2 separate regions of the Mus musculus genome follow, and region 2 is linked to region 1. A link is a contact called in public HiChIP or PLAC-seq data. All regions are on one chromosome and are shown on one strand. Each heading gives the region's core, a stretch centred on a gene start, on an enhancer-like site or on the middle of the called end of the contact. The rest is flanking DNA. Distances are from core to core; before and after follow the strand shown.

Evidence for each region. HiChIP or PLAC-seq counts read pairs in DNA pulled down with a chosen protein or histone mark.
Region 2: an H3K27ac HiChIP or PLAC-seq map of embryonic stem cells shows a contact between it and region 1, with 9 read pairs. The contact joins the promoter of Tigar here to the promoter of Fgf23 in region 1. A contact is called at or near these places in 2 of 39 promoter capture datasets (the HPC-7 cell line and macrophages), 1 of 484 Hi-C or Micro-C datasets (liver), 5 of 115 datasets of contacts at active chromatin or transcription factors (the 230-238 cell line, effector CD8 T cells and embryonic stem cells) and 3 of 9 other capture datasets (adipose tissue, liver and pancreatic islet).

Annotation. Positions count from the first base shown.
Region 1 is chr6:127,071,262-127,074,246 of GRCm38.p6, forward strand. It overlaps Fgf23 (fibroblast growth factor 23), which reads left to right and starts at 1,641. Exons shown (of 3, transcript NM_022657.4): 1 at 1,641-1,979. The coding sequence starts at 1,769.
Region 2 is chr6:127,108,247-127,111,002 of GRCm38.p6, forward strand. It overlaps Tigar (Trp53 induced glycolysis regulatory phosphatase), which reads right to left and starts at 1,306. Exons shown (of 6, transcript NM_177003.5): 1 at 1,190-1,306. The coding sequence starts at 1,221.

The sequences.
Region 1 (2,985 bases), core at 391-2,890:
CAATCTGGGAAAGGAGAAGCAGGAGGACGCCAGGGGCTCGCTGCTATAAGGTGCACAGCTCCTGAGGAGCAACCCTGAGGTTGCCTGCTGATCCTACTCAAACACATATACATACACACATGAACACTCTCAGAAATGGCAACACACACATACACACACACATTTGTTTTGAAGTCCAGCCTTAGTGAACACATCTTTAATCGCAGCAATCAGGAGACTGAAGCAGACAGAGCTCCGTGAGTTTGAGGCCAGTTAGGGCTACATAGTGAGGCCCTGTCTTGGTAAATAAGTAAGTTAATAATAAATACAAGTTTTAAATGGTAATAGCACAGTGTGCCTGTCTTATAGAGTTGCAGTGAAGCTCAAAGAACTAGTGGATGAGAAAACACTCTGTAAACCACAGAAGCCTGGACCCAACTGGAACTGGAGGTGGAACGGGCATCTCCACTTGCCTTGGCGTGTGCAAGCATCCATGTGCTTTACACGATGGCTACTCGTCTTTATCTGCTTCCTCCGCTTGATTTGTCACATCTTGCTCTCTCTTCCATCCGCTTTGATGTCTATCTTGTGGGATACTCATCTGTTGTAGGAACTCAGTAACCTGGGACACTGAGTGAGCAGTCCTTTTCTTGTGGCCATATACTGCTGATGTCTGTTCCAGCAGTCTGCCTTCCAATGGACTGTGTGTGTTAGTCTGCCTTCAACCTCCTACCCCACACACCACACCCCACACCCCACACCGCTGCATCAGACGCACCTCCACAGAGGGCATGCACAGAGCAATTTCTGCAGTGAGGCATCCACTCATACAAGGTCCCAGGGTGTGGACATGGGCTGGGGAGGTGCCCAGTCCTGCAGCTCCTGGATGCTTCCTGCCCTCTGATTCCTCTGATCAGCCAGCAGTGCCGTTCCAGTCCTCCAAATGAGTCTCCTTCCTATTGGCAAAGCCATAATTGCCAGTTTAGTTCCCTGCCTCATCCAGACGAGGGAAACTGAGAAACCAGATCTTGCCATTTTTGCTGACCTCAAGACCTTGTTTTCTTTCTTCTTGCCTTGAGGTCTTTGGGAATGGTGATGGGAGGTGTTGAGCTCATGCTCCCACCTAACACCCTTCCTGGGGTTTGTGTATGGGGGTAGGGGGGAGTCTCATTTGCCTGATAGCATCACTTATGACCATATATCAAGACACTTGCCAGATGCAACAGCCAGGAGTAAGCTCCAAGAACACACTTGGCAGCTGGAGGAAAAGGGCTTAAGCAAACCAAAACAAGGACACTGGAGGGAGATGAGTTAGCGAGGAGGCGGCTTTCTGGTTTTCTGGGGTTTTTTTTGTTTGTTTGTTTCAGTACTGCTGGCTGCCTTCACACTTCCTGATGGAAGTGGGGACAGGTCAACAAATGACCCAGGGTCACAGATAACTTTTGCCCACACATCATTCACTTATGGGAGCACTGGCTTGAAATTGAGGGGTGTGTGCGTGCATGTATGTGTGTGCCTGGAACTGACGCGCCTTCCGCAAGCCTAAGAAGTCTGGGCTTTTTCTTTGAATGGATGATTACAACACAGAGGATGTGGCGGCATTGTTTTTCCTGCTTGATGTCACACCACCACCCTTTAAAAGTCCCGGGGAAAAAAGGAGGGAATCTAGCCCAGGATCCCCACCTCAGTTCTCAGCTTCTTCCTAGGAAGAAGAGAAAGGCCAGCAAGGGCCCAGCCTGTCTGGGAGTGTCAGATTTCAAACTCAGCATTAGCCACTCAGTGCTGTGCAATGCTAGGGACCTGCCTTAGACTCCTGGTGGGCGTGCTCTGCACTGTCTGCAGCTTGGGCACTGCTAGAGCCTATCCGGACACTTCCCCATTGCTTGGCTCCAACTGGGGAAGCCTGACCCACCTGTACACGGCTACAGCCAGGACCAGCTATCACCTACAGATCCATAGGGATGGTCATGTAGATGGCACCCCCCATCAGACCATCTACAGTGAGTATGGGTTCCAGGTTGGGAAGAGGGGAAACTCTCTGCTGTTGACCTACAGAGGTATTGGGGAAACCTTGGGCTAGATAAATTGTCTAGTTTCTTGTATGCATAGTTTTGGGGTGTGTGTGTGTGTGTGTGTGTGTGTGTGTAACCTAAAAGGAAGATTTTTTTTCTTCCCCTTTATTATTTGACTCACAAGTTTTTCTCAACCTGAATAATTGCTATTGTAACCCATTTCCAATAATGAGAGATAATTTTCTTTTCTTCTGCTCAAGAATTAGAGGGAAAGATGGACAGAAAGACAAGGGCTCAAAGAGAAGAATAACCCAGACAGAACTTAACTGGGAGAGACTAGTCAGGGTTACATTGTGAGACTGTCTGGAAACTAAAGCAAACCTTCTCAAGAGACATTATGTTAAAGACAGACCACCAAGCTGCTTTGTCTTAGCAAGTCTGACTGAATGCATCCACTCAGCAGGTGTGCAGGGTACTTCAGAAGCGTCCTGTGTGGTTGGTTGGTGGTTCTTCTCTGAGAAGCTGAAATGTGTTTAGTTGCTAACAAAACTGATTAGCTAGTGGTGAACTCACTGGTGATGTGAAACAATTGGAATATTCTTAAGGATGGAGTCTATGGAAAATTGGATCACTAATCATACCTGTCAATCAACCAGATGTATTCAACTGAAAGCCCCTTCCAGCATAAGGAATAACACATAGAAAATAGAGTGGCAAGAGAGATGGGTATTGGAAGAGACACATGTTCTATGTTACAGACAAGCAAAAAGTATTCTAAATGGGGCTGGAGAAATGGCTCAGCAGCTAAGGGCACTTGCTGCTCTTACAGAGGGTCCAGGTCCAGTCTAGCACCCAAGTGGTAGCTTATAGCAATCTATAACTCCAATTCCGGGAGGTTCAATGCCCTCTTCTGACCTCTGATGGCACTGAAGAAATGTGGTACACAGAAATACAAGCAGACAAGACAGCTATACACAAAGAATAAGACAAAACA
Region 2 (2,756 bases), core at 56-2,555, 37 kb after region 1:
AGAGGACAAGGGGGTTCATGTTCCTTTAGTGCTCCCAATAAAGCGGTATCATCTCCCGGAACATTCTAGAAAGCACAGGGACACAGAAAGACACAGGGAACCAGAGTTCTAATTTAGCCACTAAAATCCCTGAATCCTAAAGGTCCACTTCACATGATGCTGGAGACCATCTTCCTATAAAGAGGAAGCTGGACAGAAAAAGCATGCGTTGAAGAAGGTCGCCACAAGGTTCAAACGCTGTCAGCGTTCCTGTGAGCCCTATGAAGCCGGAAACGGTAATCAGTCCCGCTCCGAGAAGCTGTTCTGATAAGCCCTGACTACACAGGTGAGACTCAGCTGCTTTTTATCTGAGCTTTGCTTACAGAAGAACACGTTATTTAATTCTCGGGCATATTTCTTCCTCTCTGCTCCATGTGCTCCATCCTCTCCATTTGGTTAGATCCAGAGAGATTAGAAAGACTGCTGCCACCAATCTGCTTATCGGAACGCAGGTCAGAAAGATTAAGTCTGTCCTACGAGGCAGCTACTGAATCCCAACGAGGAGCCTGAATCCCAACCAAGCAACGCCTTGAAACTTCCCTCCTCTTACCCACCCTGAATCTGCCTACCATCATCACCAGGCAAACATGTACTGGGAAGGAAAACGATAGGTGACCTAAAGCCAGATTCTGCTCCATGAAATCTGTCATGATAAAAATGTTTGTTCAGGGTGATGCAGTCGACTGAGACGGAGATCTCGAACTCTCTAATTTTTTCCCTCAGAACTGTAGCCTCTGAAGGGAGGTAAATTGCAAAAGTACCCCCGATGCAAGGAGAAAGGGGGAGGGGAGGGTGAGAAAATAAGGCAACCAGCATAGGATAGATGAGGTGTGGCTCAGCAATTCTAAAAACTCTGGAATTTACTAGGGGGCAGAAAAGGTCACACTGAAAAGTCGAGAGGCCGGGTCATGTCTTCTCGCAATGGCTGGGAACCGTGATCGTGTGCTTCTCCACACTTCTTTCCTCGTGGAAAACGCAAGGCTCTTGACATTTAAGACCCGGCTTCCTCACGCAGGGTGTCGCGGATAAAAGATTGGACACGAGAGGATGCAAAGAAAAAGCACATGGAAAGCCCACCCTCCCCGGATTGGAGCACGTAGGGACCAGAAGAGACCCAGGCCAGGAAGCTCCCGGCAACTGCGATACTCACTGGCGGATAACGGTCAAGGCGAAGCGCGGCATTTTGGCACAAGACGCGTGAGCCACGACCCGGCTCTGCAGCAGCACCTCGCTGCGCCTGACTCTGGGACCACTTTGCCTGCACTACTTCCGTCTGCACGGCGGACCGGCCCCGTAGCTATTGGTCGAGGCGGCTGAACGTCACCACAGGGTTGCCAATAAAGGTGGAGCCTGAAACCGGAGAAGCCCCGCCCAGGCCAGTGGCGCTTGCGCTCCTGCGCGCCAACCTGTGATTGGCGCCTGGCAGGTGCGCGCGGCCCCGCCCTGGGTTAACGCCCTGGAGTCTTGCCAGAGCTAGACCGCCGCCTGCACCAGGGACAGATAAGGACTGCTTTGATTGTTTTATGCTGAACTGATTTGAGGAAGGCGTGCAAGGTGTAGTGTGCCTGTAGTGTGCCAAGGCGATGGCTCTCCTCTGGTGGTTACACAGCCAGACTGCATCCTTTGAGGGTTAGCTGTTATCCTTTACCTGGGAAGTGAGGTCAAAGTAGGTATGTAGATCCAAACCAACCTAGTTTCTCTCTCAACTTCTTAACCAAAGACTTTTGTCAGGCCACTTTCTTGCCTTCTGCTTTGCTGAGCCTGGTCCTCCCAAACATTATTACCAAGTATTTTCGCTAATGCTGCTATCATTTATAATTAAGTTACTCTAGAGCTCTCCACTGATACCTGTTGTATTAAGAGTTTAATTCAACCATTTCTTAAAATAATTCCTATTGTAATGAACGTTATCTCTGTTGCACTGATCTAGAGGAAAGTCGTTTCCTTAAAAACAAATGCAGGGACAAAGGTTCTGTATAAAACCCCTCGAGAGGGGTTGGGGAGTTGGCTTAACCCTTTAAGAGCCCAGATTATTTGCTCCTCTGGAGAACCAGGTTCAAAGCCCAGTGCACCCACAGAGGCAATCAAACATCTGTAACTGCAGTTCCAGGAAGACCATTTACTTTCTGCTGACCTCTGGGCTCACGTTATGCACAGACATTCAGGCAGAGCACCTAGACACATAAAATAAAAAGAAATATCAACAAATAAATAGATGTCTTCAAGACTGAGACTGAGCCTCTAGTCCTCAGCCATATAATAGGAACATAGGGACAAAAGGGCTATAGGGGCTGGAGGTCAACAGCCTGTGCCCAGCCAGCCAGGCCTGGCCATCTAGCCTTCCTAAGACAACTGAGAGCCAAATAAATAGTGAGGGAAAAAAAGGAGGAAAAAGAGGTTTATTCAGTGTATCCACTGTTCCTCACCTCAGTCCATTGGTGGGATCCTAAATTTTCTCTGAAATTTTAAATGGAAGCTAAGAGATAGACATGCCTAAGCAGCCCAGCCACCAAGGTGTAGTCGCCCACAGAGGAATGTCTCATCTCTGCCTATCTCTAGCAAGTGATGTTCCTTCCAGAGACTGTTCCCTCCTCTGACTGCCTTCAGGACTTTTTCTCACTCCAGCAAGAGATTCCCGGAGAGATGGAGAGACTCCCAGTCTCTTGGGATCCATTGTTTCAACAGACTCATAGCCAAAGAGAGGGCACAAGAGTCCC